Regions from separate parts of the Mus musculus genome. Here region 1 is linked to region 2. A link is a contact called in public Hi-C data. All regions are on one chromosome and are shown on one strand. The core of a region is the stretch at or near the end of the contact, and the rest is flanking DNA. Distances in the headings are between cores, read along the strand shown.

Region 1 (7,673 bases), core at 2,039-4,538, 500 kb before region 2:
GCAATGTGGAGCTCAAGGAGAATTTGTGCTTGATGAGTCTGGGTGGGGCTTCAGTAGTTTGTGTGGCGGGACCTCATGGAAAACACCTTTGCTTGTAAACTTGTGGGGCTCGAGAAAGCTAGACCTGGTGGCTCCAGGAACACTGAATTTTAGCACCAAAAATACCAGAAGAGGTGGAGCATAATAAAAAAATATATGAATTATCCAAGTCAAGGGGCTTAGGTGACAGAGGCCAGGCTAATGGCTCCCTCCTTTGCTTTCTTTCCATTGACACACCAATGGCAACTCCTTGCTTTCGTCAGTCAGCTTATACTTATCATGTACTAATTAGGTTGTGTTTTCTCCTTTATAATTCCATCTCAATTTCCAGCTTGATGTCAGAGTTAACCAGGGCGGCTTAGCACCTTTGCTCTCCATTTCTCTCCAGTTCCTTCCACTTGCTCTCTTCCCTGTCTTAGTGCCTCCCTCCCAGACCTCCCTTTCCTTCCTCCCTGAGCTCTTCCCTCATTCTTTCTCACTGGAACAAAGACCTCTGTGGATTGCAGGAGGTCGTCTAATATCTCCATGAAGCAAACCCACCGCCCTCTAAAAGGCCCCAGAACTGGCAATTTATTTCACTCCGATGTGCCTTTAATTCAAGCAGATCTATTAATTTTCTGTGTGACAGCCTGCGACCTCAGATAGTATCTGACCTAGCCCTTGGCACATGGTATGTGCTGCCTAACAAGTGCTTCTTCAACAACTCTGTACTTGTTTCTTGTGAGAAAGATTTGTGGGTGACAACAGCAACAACAGCTCAACAACCCAACACAACAGCAGCACAACTACAATACAACTACAACACAACAGCAACACAACAACCCAACAGCAGCACAACTACAACACAACCCAACAGCAACACAACAGCAATTCAACTAAAAATACAATAGCAACACAACAGCAACAACAGCAACAATACAACAACAGCACAACACAGCAACAACAACACAGCAATAACACAACACAGCAACAACAACGCAACAAAATACAACATCACCACAACAATATATGTAAAATTGTTTTGAAAAAAATTTTAAAAATTGCTGGAAATAAAGACCTCCAGCTAAATGTCTGCATCTTCTTAACAAAGTAGAGAGGAACCAACAGCTCTCATGAGAAAACATTGGAAAAACCACACTAACATGAAAAGCTGCTCTGCTTTCTAATTCCCAGCTCTAAGTGTGGATGAAGAAATCAAGGAGACTCGTGATTGTCGCTATTGTTATAATGCATAGTATATATTGAGTACCTGAGCTGCAGGTGAATGTGTCTGTGTGTGTGTTCCCACTTAAACTTCACAGAAATCCTGTAAAGTGGACCCTATTATTATCTTCATTTACTAGAAAAGACACAGAAGGATTTAAAGAAAAATGACCTACCCGGGATTGAGCTAGAAAGCAACTCCAGTCAGAGGTGGAAGTATGCCTGAGGGTGGATTGTGTTTACATATATTTCCATCAAATTTAATTACAGGAACTACGTGTTCTGCCTAAACATAATTAGGATCCATTCAAAAATATAGTGTACTTTAGTTCCAATAAGCATGTTAGAATCTGAGACCTGTGGGCATAATTCACCTATATTACTAGATAGAATGCATTTCATTGTTTTCAAAAATAAACAAACAACAAATCAGATTAACAACAACGACAAGCATCATTTCATAGTGTCCTCTGCCTGGCCTTTCTTAGACAGTAGCTCGGTCCTTCCACCATCAGGCACGCAATGGCAGCTTAAGCATATCTCTTTTCTCTCTTCTCTCTGCCTTCGGAAGTCAGTAAAGTCTTCATGAAAACCACTGGGATATTAAATGAATCCCTTGAAATCCAGATTCCTCACCTGTAAAATGGGAATACACAGCTCCCCCCGTGGAGATGATTTGGGTTGGTGACATTAAACGTAGGCACTGCACGTCTCACAGAGCATCCGTGTGACTAGGTAGGATCTGAGCTTAACTTTGCCCAGACGGAAGGTGGCTGAAATATTTCAAGGATACATTTTTTTCGTTATAAATTAGAAATGGATGCATACTTTTCTACCAGTTAGAACAGTCTTTGGTAGCAGGCACCCAGATAGTCCCTCTCTATGCCAAACATGTTTTGTTTTTTTAAATTAATTTATTTATTTTATGTATATGAGTATTCTATCTGCGTGTATACCTGCACACCAGAAGAGGGCTTCAGAACTCATTACAGATGATTGTAAGTCACCGTGTGGTTGCTGAGAATTGAACTCGGGACCTCTGGAAGAGCAGCCAGTGCCAACTCTCCAACCCCTAAGCATGTTTATTTTAAGCCATACCTTGGTGTGGATTTTCCCTAGCTGGGTATGTATTCCCCTCCCCACAGCCCCACTTATAGTCAATTCAGATCATTAAGGTTTTGAAACAAATCACATAACTCCAAAGATTACATCATCACCTAGGCAGCAGGAAATGAGCAGGCACGGTCTTGGGAAGAACGTGCACATGTGTGCACATCAAAACTTGCCTTTGCGGCTTCTATGGACGTCATACCCTGAGAGAGCCATGCTGACATGTTCTAAGGGCAGATGAGAGGATTCTGACATGAGATGGTGTGGGAGACAGCCCCAAGACTCATCTTTAAAACAATCATTTCCTTGAATTAGAACACAATACAGAGAGTTTTTAAAATTCAAATCCAGTAGACATAGATGAGCAGAATTCAAATGGTTCTCCTAAACCCAGGGCTCAAGGATTGCAGTGTGGCCTGCCTGGGTGGGTGGCTCTGGGTGGCTCTGGGTGGTGTGTGCCCAGGCACTTAACCAGTGATGTATTGTCATAACGTGTGCGTATGTATAGCTGCAGGGAGATTTCTGTTTCGTAAGTGGAAGCTGAAATAAGTGTGCAGCCCGCGCCATTAATCTGTAAAGTGGCAGAAACAATCTTGAGTTTTGTTTTTTGAGACCTTTGGGCAGAAGAGAGGGATTTAGTCAGTAAAATTTGGTTTTTATATTGATTTGCTCAGGCGAAGTTTAGATGAGGAGAAAAGACCTCGAAGTGGATTTTTAAAAGATGGAAAGTATGAATAAATAATGGTTTTCAAAAAAAAGAAAAAAAGAAAAAAGAAAATGGACATTTTATAACAAAATCAGGTAGAGAGAGAAGTTAGGGGTTAAATAAATAGCCTCCAAAGCCATCCGTCAATTCTAGGCCACCACCCAGGATCCAAACCTGAGCTAACTAGTTTAGAATAAGATTAAGGTCTTAACCTCTGAACTTTGACCTCACTAGGGAAACACCAGATGGCCATGGGTAGGTGGTACCTTTCTGACTTTCCCAGACTGGAGCCCTTTACTCTAAAGGAAAATAAGTGAGGATGGAGGGAAATAGGCAAAGAAGGGAGAGAAGCTTGCTCTTTCTTGTCAGTGAACGCAAGGGAAATGGCTAAGTTAGCTCAGAGAAGACCAAAATCTCCCTTGCACTAATTGTGTTTCAGTGTCTGGGAGGAGATGGGATTCTGCCGCTCTCTCGGCTTTCACTATTAGCTGAAAAAGAGCCAGGGATTTTTTTTTTTAATAGAAGCTCTTCTGTAAAGAAAGCAGGGTAACAATAGCTAGCTGTCACAGGCAGCTGATATCTACCTTTGATCAGCCAAATGAATGTTGCAGGCATTTCTTATAGAGAGGAGATTGCTTATCGATCTATATCAAAATATGCATGCTAATGCCAGACAGCAGAGAGTATTTTCAAGTGGAGTTAATAATCTGATTGCTGCCCTGTCTGGAGCAATTCTCTGAACTCGGAGCTATAATCAGTCCAGGGTCTTGCAGTCAAATGTACTTTGCTGTTTAAATTTGGATTTGTGACATTGATTGAGGAGCCCTTGGAAAGGTGTTGACAAATCAAATTGTTTGTTCCAGTAGTGTTTTGCTAGAGATCAAGTCCAAAGTAATACGCAGTGAATTTGTTCATTACGCTTGGAGTGAAAGGAATGATAAAATTCACCTGCGTCATTATCACAGACACGAGCCCAATACAAGAGATGGTTTGTGTCTGAAGAAAATGTAGTGTTGTGGGTGCTCCTGTGAGTGATAGAGGGGGGTGGCCTGCTAGACCTTCAGGATATTAGATATGTTGTAAGAAAGACAGGCAAATAAATGTCTTCCATGTTTAGAACCACAACACTTTGTTTATTTGGTTGAGACGAAAAAGGGAAAAAATAAAAAGATAAGATGGGTGCCTAGGTGACCACATGACTTGACGCCTTAGGCACACAGGCTTGTGGAGGCTAGGAAGTTTCCCACCACAAGAGGAAGTGGAAAGGGGACAAAAGCCATGACTTCTTAAGGCAGGCTCTACAGGGACAGACAGAGCAAGTGGGAGGTTCCAGCTGGGCTCTCCCATAAGCCAACTGGAGACTGGAATGTGAACCAGCAAGAGAAGCTTTCAGAGAAAATTCCAGGAAGTGCTGGAGGGGAAGAGGAAGTGACCTGGAACTAGTTTGTTGCTTGTTGCTGTTATTTATCTCTCTTTTTTTTTTTTGAGGTTATAGTATAATTACATCATTACCCTTTTCACTTTCCCTCTCCAACTTGCTCCACCCCTTCTCTCCCCCATCCCCCATCCCCCACCCCTCCACCCCCGCCCCCAGATCCCTGCTTTCTTTTTTTCAAATTCACAACCTCTGGCTAAGGAGCAGGTTCCTGCTCTGGACACCAACCATCTGGGGACTCAGAGCTAGCAGAGAAATGAAGAGGAAGAAAGACCTTGTCAGAGTTGAAAGGGGCTGGGGGCGAAGAGCCTTTTGGGTCCCCACACGTAAGGTAAGTACAGTATGTTGGTGTGGCCATTGCAGAGAGAGAAATGCCGCAGTCTTTGTTACTGGATGCCCCTCAGAGATAGAATCCCATTGGATTCTGGGAAAAGGAGGAGAAAGATTGACAGTGTTCAATCCTCTAACTTTTCATGTCACTTTGCCATGGTTGATAACATCTAAAACAATCATGCCAGCTAGCATTTACTGCAGAGCTCAGATGCCAATCATATTTTTTTTCATTTAAATGAACCACTTCAGTGTGGGAATTTATTTTTTAAGTCTGGAGGTGGGAAGTCTTTAATAAGACTAAAATTAATTTACAGAATTGGTTGTAAAATAAAAAAAGGCAATAGACTAGATTTATTGGAGAGGAACGCATCAAAGTGTATATAGTCCGTTGCAAGGGTTTGCTTTGCTTAATGAATACTTTGAGTCATGTATGTGGGTATGTATGAATGTATACACCAGGTCACAGGAAATATATCCTTTCCATGAATCAAGGAAGGAGCTAAGCTGTGTGTTCCTCATTTGAATCATGTAGAAATTATTCTCATTCTACTTCTGAGATTCCTAGGTGTTCTTTAACGCACATAACTTCACATAGGGAATTCAACATTGTGAGGGCCAACCCATACACTTTCCAACAGCAAACTACAGAGCTGACTGCACGGCAAAGATGTGAGCCCTGTAACTTTCAGAAAGCCTGCATCAGAGACCATCTGCTCCTCCAGAAGGCTCACAACTGTTCTTTTCATGTTTGTAAGGAGAGTTTGGCAACAAAAGCCATTTAATATCAAACTGGAAGACAGCAGAGCTCCTTGGTGTTATAGCATTGTTGATGTCGCCTTAATTTATAACATGGCAAATGGTTAGGCAGATGGCATTTAATATAGTCCCAGACATAAACATGAGGATTAAGTTGTATATGGTGTGGGTTCCTGGGCTCCCATAAACTCCGTAGGAGGTAAACCCCCATCACATCTCCCACCCCCTCCTCCCGCACATGAGCTGTGTTAACCATGCAGAGGCACAGGAAGGACACACAGAATTGGCCCAAGTCATAAGAAAAGCTACTGACTGGTTTATGTGACAGGTTCTCCTATTTATTTCAAAGTAGTACTTGCCAAGGTTGCAGTGTTTTTCTATAGCCACCAACGATGGCCAAAGGCAAGGCAGCCTGTCTCACAGAAGGAGCCTGACCTCTTAGCTTGGACCTCAAAAGTCATGAGACTTGGCCTTTCAATCACTACAGTTTATTTAGTTTTTAATATTTAGCTGTGTCTCCCTGTGTGTGCATGTGAGTTCATTGCCAAGGGACCCCTGAAGCATTGGATTCCCAAGAGGTGGGGTTGCGAGTAACCCCTAGGTGGGCTCTAGGAACCAAATCAGACCCTCTACCAGAGACCAGCTAAGTCATCTCTTCAACCCCTAGACTTTATCTTTAGAACAGTTTTAGATTTATATAAATTTAGGCAGATAATGGAGAATTCCTTCATTACTACACAGACATCAGCACTCATCTGCACCCCCCCACACAATTACTAAACTCTTATGTCTGTGTGGTATTGGTTGTAATTTCATTATAATTAATGAACAGTATCATCATCATCATCATCATTATTAAGATCAGATCGGCTTAGCTGTTATCTGATATTTCAGATTCAATATAAGATATCATATTACAGCTATTTATTATGTCCCAAGCTATAGCTTGAATATGAAATGTCAGCTTGATCCAGCAGAAACCACAAGGCTCTGCCACACCAGTACATGTCAGCAGAAGTGGCAAGACTCAGCCGGAATACCTGAAGCTCTTGGTGCATTTTCCTTTATGAAGTGAAGAACAGCAAAGACCAGTGAAGTGCTTTCAAGGTGTAACAATGCAAGAACATTCTTTCACTGTCTGTGGATTTAATAATACTCTTCCCAAATATCACGTGCCCTCTCAAGCATCTGCTTCAGCAAAACATCCTCATTGTGTATGTGAGTACACTGTCACTCTCTTCAGACCCACCAGTAGGATTGGATCCCACTACAGATGCTTGTGAGCCACCACGTGGTTGCTGGGAATTGAACTCAGGACTTCTAGGAAGAGCAGTCAGTGGTCTTAACTGCTAAGCCATCTCTCCAGCCCCTTGTAAAGAGATTCTTAAGGATTAATCTAGAGAACTTTTCCATTTGTTCTCATTAGGGTGTTTTATGATTTGAGAGGCAGGTAGCTGCTTTGGTATACGTGGAAGTCTGTGCAGGTAAGGGCCTGTAATCCTTTCTCTTTCATTTCTTTGTCTTGTCTGTTTTAGCTCCCTTTCCAGTGCTAGGCATAGAAGTTTGGAAAATTCTAAAGCAGGGCTTGGCCAACTTTTTATTAAAGCTCAAAATGATAAATTTAGGCTCTGCTAGTCAAGAGAAAGAAGCCATGCTACCGTGTGGGTACCAGCCTAGTCAACTCAAATATCCACTCAGGCATCCATTCTCAGCTCCTCGGCGAGAGCTGCTCACTGTGTTTCATCCACAGTTTGTCACTCTTGTTCAAGAAACTGGATAAGATCTTGGCTTTCAAGGAACTGGAGAATTACCAAAGAAAAGGGAATAGAAAGAACAATTTGGAAAGTGTACCTCGAAGATTGATGAACTGATACCAACTCAGGGTTATCACCTGCTGTCTGCTGGAATCTAATGGTTTCTCTTTGTAACCGTGGGGGCCCATTATTTAGCTTCCCGGTGAAGTGGAAATGGTCGAAACAATGGTAAGTTAAATGGTTACAGGTGATCTGTGTTTGAGCAGCATCTCTCACCTTCAACGTGGAATGTCTTTGTTTTCCTCTGGCTATGTCCTCTGCACTGTGCCTAACTAGC
Region 2 (7,549 bases), core at 2,195-4,694:
GGGGTTGGAGCACTATTATCAAACTCATTTAGTGTGTGATTCCAAGAGCTACAAGTTCAAGACTGTGTGACCACAGTGGGCAAGATGGCAGCCATTGCCAGAGCAGATGTGACAGGTATCCTCTAGCAGCCCATTCTAGAGACATGACCTGATCTCGGAGGACCTCATCTCAGTAAAGCATCGTCAGGGTGTTTCAGAGATGGCAAGCTTGCCCACCTGAGCCTGGTAGTAGATGAAACAGCAGAAGGGCTATCTTGGGAGCTTGGAAATTCAAAGTCTGAAATCACATAAGCAGAGCTACACCCTCCGGAGGGGTCGGGGGGGGGGGGGGTACTTTTCTGTGCCTGCCTCAACTTCTTCTGTTGTCAGAAAGTCTTGACCCCTCTGGGCTTGTAGACCTGGCCTTCTTCTTCTACTGCCCCTTCTTCTACTGTAATCTTCACCTTACAAACCTTTGAATATAGTCATACTGTCTCCTCTCCTTGTGCCTGACTGCTTCCCTTATGAGGACAACTGCCATATTGAAGTGTCTAGACAGCATCTTAACTTGATAACATCTGTAAAAATCCTATTTCTAAATAGGGTTTCAGACACAACTACTAGCTGTCTTCACAGTAGCTCAGGTGAAACTCTAGTACAGTGGTTGTTCAAAGTGGGTGTCACAACTCCTTTGGGGGTTCAAATGACCCTTTCACAAGTGTCACCCAAGGTCATTTGCATATCATATATTTATTTATGCTACAATAGCAGCAAAATTATAATTATGAAGTAGCAATGAAAATAATTGTATGGTTGGGGGTCACCACAGCATGAGGAACTGCATTAAAGGGCTGCAGCATTAGGAAGGTTGAGAACCACTGCCATAGGAGGACCTGAGAGAGCAAAACCCAAGAGGGAGGAGAATTGGGGGTCTTCCAAGAGATTCTGCCATCTGAACAAGCAATGTGTTCAGAGTTCCGAAAGTGCCTGGGGAGGCAGCCACAGCCTGGAGACTCCAGCCACTCCTTCTACTGAGTGTTTCGCTTGGCTCAAGTAGCCTGGCTAACAAATGTGAAAGTCTTGCCAGCACTTAAAACTTGAAGGTCTTATTCCAAAGTTCTAGTTTCCAGGTTTTTTTTTCCAACCAGTTGAGTGTTGTCTCCTTCTCACACCTCAACAACCGTGGCTGAGGGAGCTAAGTGCTACTCACTCCTACGGGACTCCTACAGTTCCTGCCCAAGCTGTCCAAATTAGCTTGCCTGACACATCAACAAAGACCATTCGTGGCGTGAAGCCCCCTAGGGAGGAATCAGACAGGACCTTGGCTTCCTGCAAAAGGAAGTCCTCCCTGGAGGTGCTCAAAAAGGAGCAGAGCTCCTGAGTCTGGACCTTCCATGGTGACTATCCTGGGCTCCCAAGGATTTGCTTTCTAACACTGCTAGAGAGGATGGAGTACACAAAGATGCCATCCTTCACAGCAGATGAAGAAACTGAGGCAGGGGAACTGGCACTGTTCCAATCTCTGTCTCGGAGTGTCTGCGTAAGTGGCAGAGAACCTCTTTGTATTCAGGATTCAGGCTGGGGACATGGCTCAGTGGGTAAAGACATTTGGTGTATGAGCCTGGCCACCTGAGTTCATGCCCTAGAACCCATCACATAACAATGGGAGGAGAGAGCAGACTTCACAAAGTTGTCCTTTGACCTCACCATGACACACACAGGCCCTTCCTCGCAGAATAATGTATTTTTAAAAATAATTATATTCAGGATCTTTCAGCCTGGGAGAACAGATAAATAAATTGTGGTAAATATATACAATAGAATATTATTTAACCATAAAGAAGGATGAAATTATGCCATTTGAAGGCAAATGTATGGAAATGGAAATGTTCATATTAGACCAAATAAGCCAGACTTCATCAAACACTATATGATCGGTCTCAAATGTGTAACGTAGGTATATCCTAAAGACATGAAAGTATAAAGGGACTAATGTGAGGAGAGAGAGGAACCAGAGAGGGCAACAGACCATGAATATGATCCAAGTCCACTGTGTCCGTCATGTATCAAAATGTTCGAAAGTAAGTCGCCACTATAGACAAATAGAGTTTGCTAGTAAAAACGAATAAATCAGAGATTTCTCTCCACAAGCCTGGTCTTTTCAATGGGATGCCCACTATTGCAGACTCTGTGTTTCTCCTCTGGCAAGAAACTCCTATCATCTCTGTCCGGAGAAGGTTGGCTTTGGGCCCAGTCACAACAGAAACTTAAACAGGCTAGCTTCCCGCAGAAGGGGATTAAGTAATCCAGAAAGAAATATGTTCTTCAGTGTAGGGCTCAGGCTCAGGGCCCTTCACATGATAGGTAAATCCTGTATCAGAGACCCACACGCTGAGCCCTGCAGGGAACAAGCTGTACCCAGAATCCCCTTCCCACTCCTAACTCCCACAGTTCCTCAGTCCTTATCTCTCGCCTTTGTCTGCCTTCATCAAATGGTAAAAGGCTAGAGCTGTAGTTTGATAGTAGTTTGTTCCCTTCAAAATCTCATCATGACCTTAGTCCCCATAAAGGTGTTATGAGGCCTGAAGAGTTGGGGGAAGACAGTTCTAAAACCTTTAAGAGGTGTTTGAGTTTTGGGGAATTTGTCCTAGAGAGAGGATGGATTCAGTTCCCTCCAGAATGGGCTAGCTACACAAAGGTGGGTATCATTTAAAAAATAAAATAAGAGCCGGGCGTGGTGGCGCACGCCTTTAATCCCAGCACTCAGGAGGCAGAGGCAGGCAGATTTCTGAGTTCAAGGCCAGCCTGGTCTACATAGTGAGTTCCAGGACAGTCAGGGCTGCACAGAGAAACCCTGTCTCGGAAAACCAAAAAATAAAATAAAATAAAATAAAATAAAATAAAATAAAATAAAATAAAATAAAATAAAATAAAATAAAATAAAATAAAATAAAATAAAATAAGAAGGCTGGCTTCCTTCGTTAGCATTCTCTTGCTTCCTGACCTCTCTTTCCCTTTCTACCACAAGGCTGTCCCCTTGACAGCCAGGCAGAGGTGAGCACCTTCCAAGGCTGTAGAGCCATTATTCAAGTTAACCCTTTTTCTTTATTAAAAAAAAAACACCAAAACTCCAAAACCTAGTCTCAGAAATTCTGCTATAGCAACAGCAAACAGACTGAGACAATTAGTAAACTATTAAGCACTTTCTAACTTGCCATTTGGCAAGCATCGGGTTTGCTCCCTGGTGCTCACAGCACAATGGAGGTCGCAGCGTGAGCCAGAAGACTGCAGAGAAGAGTCTAGAAGGATGCAGAGGACACTGGAGTATAGCCACACCCAGGAAAAGAGTTCGTGAAAACCTTTTCAAACCTGGAATGGCAAATATTCAGCCCCTCCCCCTGCCTTGGGCACTGTCTGTGGGTGTGGGCAAACATCAGTGACACAAGCCAAGTTAGTTTTGTTGCCTACAGTCCTGCAAACTGCCCAGAGGAGTGGCCTCTGAGGCTCCAAGCTGCTTTTCTAAGAGCTGCTGCTTCAGCCAAGATGATGACTAATGACTCTCTCGGGTGGCTGCTATAGAGCATTTTGCACCTAAAGCGTGGAGTAGGGCTAGCCAGAGAGACAGGAGAGTGCACTATCAGAGGCCATACCTTGAACTCGGATCCTTCCACAGAAAACTTCTCAGTTATGATAGAGACAGAAAAGGAGCATAGGAGCCATTGCCTCTCTGAGATCAGAAAGCAAGTCATGCGTTTGTGGTCCACGTTACAGAGTGATACAGAGCTGAGGAAGTCTATGGGTCAATGGGCTTGACCATCGTGGGGTAGACTCGGAGTCGTCCACTCTGCTTCTGTGCTGTGCCTTGTACTCAGATTTAACATCCTTTTACAGCAGAGAGATGGTAGAGATGAGACCTATTCTCTTTCTTCTCTTTCTCCTTGCTTGCTTTCTTTCTCCCTTCCTTCCTTCCTTCCTTCCTTCCTTCCTTCCTTCCTTCCTTCAACTTAGACTTCTCTTATACAATAGTTTCTACTGTAGTTTCCCCTCCCTTCACTCTTCCCAGTCCCCCCTCACCTCCACTCCCATTCCCCTCCCACCTTGATCTCCCCTAGAAAAGAGCAGGCTTCCCAGGGACATCAACCAAATAAGACATAATAAGATACAGTAAAATACAATAATCTCGTAATAAGATACAATAAGACCAGGCACAAACTCTCATATCAAGGCTGGGAGATGGAACGTAGTACTGGGAAAGGGGTCCCAGAGCAGGCAACGCCCACCCCATCCCTATTGCTACAAAGTTGCAGTTTCAGGATTTGTCAGTTTTTTTTTCCCAAATTTCTTCCACTCTTCTTGTTCTCTGGTACTAGCTCAGGTCTTACTTTCTAGAGGTGCCTTGGATGGCCACCCCACCCCCAGCCTAATGAAGCTGTGCTCACTCCCAATGGCGGTCTTCCCCTCTTTGGTTTTTGCTTCTCTGGTTCTCTTACCCTGGAATTGTCTTGCCTTGCCTCTTTGTGTATGTTTATTGGATCTGTCTATTGGTTTACAGTCTTCTTCCTGAGAGTAGGGACTGACTCTACTGCCTTCTCCATCACTGAATCTCCCAGGCCCTAGCACAGCGCCCGGGTCAGGGATGAGTGGGTGAAGGACTTGGACTCAGAAGCAAGGTATAGGCAACCAGTTCTGACTTTGGAACCTCAGCTGAGAGTGAAGCAGAGGATGTGAATCTTTCATGAGCAGAATGGTCACAGGAAGAGGAAAGGAGTTGCTTACCGTGTGGAAGTAAACCAGACAGAGCAGAGGACCACAGTGTGCGGCTTCCCAGCCTGGTGTAGCCTGATGCTGTGCACTGCAAGATTCATGTGGCAAATTATTAGGAAAAGCAAGTGAGTATGGCTTTAATTTTTGTACTTTTACCCATGGGGACATTTTTAGTGTTTTAAATGTAAGCATTGCACAGAATAAAGGTGGTATACATGCTTTCATTGCCTTGCTGTGTATCCTAAGGTGGGCATATTCTAGAGCCTAGAAAATGTCTTTAAAACATGTTTTAGGAGCCAGGCAGTGGTGGCACACGCCTTTAATCCCAGCACTCGGGAGGCAGAGGCAGGCGGATTTCTGAGTTCGAGGTCAGCCTGATCTACAGAGTGAGTTCCAGGACAGCCAGGGCTACACAGAGAAACCCTGCCTCAAAAAACAAAACAAAACAAAAAAAAAGTTTTAAGGCTGGAGAGATGGCTCAGTGGTTAAGAGCACTGACTGCTCTTCCAGAGGTCCCAGGTTCAATTCCCAGCAACCACATGGTCGCTCATAACCATTTGTAGATGGAATCCGATGCCCTCTTCTGGTGTGTCTGAAGACAGCTACAGTGTACTCATATACATAAAATAAAAATAATTTTTAAAAAACCGTATTTTAATGGCTGCTTAAATTTTCATCGCATGACAAAAATATGTTTTTTTACACTATGTTCAGGAAGGCACTCCTTTGCACAAGCCCGTCTCTCAAGTTGGAGAGAAATATCTAATGCACAGCTTTCCCCCTTGGTGACAGTAACAGTTTTCAACTACTTGACGTTGGCCCCCATATGAGGTTGTCCTGACTGGAAAGGACACGGGTATAGGAAGGGTAGAGGCTGGATGCTGCCCAGCCTCCACAGACACAGGGCATCAAAAGGGACTGCCCAGACCAAAGTCAACAGTACTAGGCCAGAAAGTTACTGTCCAGGACAGTGTCAGGGTTAATTTTCAACAGGCACTCAAAACTCCAATTAGCATTCTGCCATTGGCTTGCAGGACTTTGCCCTGGGATTCTGTCTCAGGATCACATCTCAGGGGACTAGAATGCATTGGAATCAGTAAGCATTGGAAAACCAACGCTTTTGCTTCCACAGTTCCTATTTGGTTAGCGACCTACACTGACTAATAGTCAGTGGAAGCAGAGTTGGTTGGTTGGTAGGTTGGTTGGTTCATTGATTGGTTGGTTGGTTATTTTGCTGTACTAGGAACGGAGGCTAGAGCGCCAGACAAACAGCCTACCAGGGAGCCACACCCTCATCCTGAAGTTGTACTTTTAATAATTAAGTTTCAGGAAGAAACCACACATCTCTAGAGCTCTTCCATCCAGGCCCAGATATTCCCGTAAACACTGAGTCATGGCATGGTGGTGCAAACCCTGGGGCATTAGCTGCACCCTGGAAACAGTTTCCCCCTAAGGCAGAGAAGGGACCTGGTCCTCACAAAACTAGAATTTCTAAATTCCAAAGGAAGTTTCAGTTAAATCTGGGTGCTTAGAATCCTGTCTCCTCCAGCCCCGTCCCAAACCTTTTTCTTTTTCTTTTCTTTTCTTTTCTTTTCTTTTCTTTTCTTTTCTTTTCTTTTCTTTTCTTTTCTTTTCTTTTTTTTTTAAGGAGCTGAGATTTGCTCTTTCATAGCCTTTACAGAGCCTGGAGAGCTGGGAACCCCACCCTAGTAAGCAGTCACTGAAACTGACTCCTTCCCTCAGTTGAGAAATCCACTGCCTTTTTACCCCAGGGTTAGATCTTTAAGACTTTGCCTGACCTTTGCAGAGAAAATTGGTATAGAGACAATTGATGATAACTCCGCCCTCACCATCGAAAGATCTAAATCCCGCCCACTCAAACGCAGAAGGGAAGTCTGTTGTCCTTTCACCTAGACTCACATTCTTTCCTGGATTGGTGGTGAATGGAGTGCAACTAGAAATATTTGAAATTGTATTTCCCCGATATCGAACCCTACTGAATCTACAGCTCTCCCAAGGAGATGCCAGATCAGGAGTGTCTGACTCAACACAAAAAGAAATAGAGCTTAAACTGGATTAAACAGTCCAGGTGCATTCTTCCGCTTTCACAACGGAGGAGGCAGGCAAGCTCTGGTCAGAGCACTCACCCTGAGGTGCGCCTCTGAACACAGTGCTTCCTGACAGCTTTGCTCCCCCATGCCCTCCCCCTCCACTCATTTCACCTCCTCTCCAGAGCCTCAAACCGGTGTGGAGCCGGGAGACTGTTTTATGTGCAGAAGACATCCTCCGTCTCCAGATCTCTCCCTAGGAGACAGGAGGCAGATCTGGACTCCAACAAGTTACACCAGCTAATGATGCATGCCTCAGAGAAGAGGAGGGGGTGGAAGGCTGGAGAGACAGAAGGACAGACCGGGGCACTGGGGGACAGCTACAATAAGCAGTTATGGCTTGATCAAGAATATGTTGGCTATGAAGTAAGTGCAGAGATGGATGGGAAGTTAACTCTCCTTTAGGCGAAAGCTATTTTTTTTCTTCCGCTCTCAGTCACAACTTTTGGTACTCAAATGCACTTTTCTTTGCAATTTCGTATTAAAAGATTAGACATTTCCAAGATTCACATGGGTGTAGAAAGACAAGTTCCTCTCTTGTTGGCAACACACACACACACACACACAGACGGATGCTCCCAAGCATGGTAGTGGAATCTGGGTCCTCCCAACACGTATGTGTACGTGTGTATGCACGCACACACCGACTAGAGGATAGTATAAACTTAGAAAGGAGGTAAATGAGATTGGCTCACATT

What was found. A called contact is a pair of places that touch in the nucleus more often than the background predicts.
Region 1: a Hi-C map of liver shows a contact between it and region 2, with 3 times the contacts expected there. The contact joins two enhancer-like sites. A contact is called at or near these places in 1 of 484 Hi-C or Micro-C datasets (liver), 8 of 115 datasets of contacts at active chromatin or transcription factors (embryonic basal ganglia, embryonic forebrain, embryonic midbrain and 4 more) and 1 of 9 other capture datasets (embryonic tail).

The regions. Positions count from the first base shown.
Region 1 is chr8:89,512,411-89,520,083 of GRCm38.p6, reverse strand. No RefSeq gene overlaps it. Among named protein-coding and RNA genes, the nearest start is that of Gm26331, 73 kb to the left of the region's middle. Within about 2 kb of position 3,288, at least 6 of the 459 cell types and tissues checked have an H3K27ac peak or open chromatin away from gene starts, as enhancers often do. A contact at or near this core is called in liver, where this site is marked.
Region 2 is chr8:89,011,571-89,019,119 of GRCm38.p6, reverse strand. No RefSeq gene overlaps it. Among named protein-coding and RNA genes, the nearest start is that of Mir8110, 9.4 kb to the left of the region's middle. RefSeq lists a cis regulatory region at 293-7,549. Within about 2 kb of position 3,444, at least 39 of the 459 cell types and tissues checked have an H3K27ac peak or open chromatin away from gene starts, as enhancers often do. A contact at or near this core is called in liver, where this site is marked.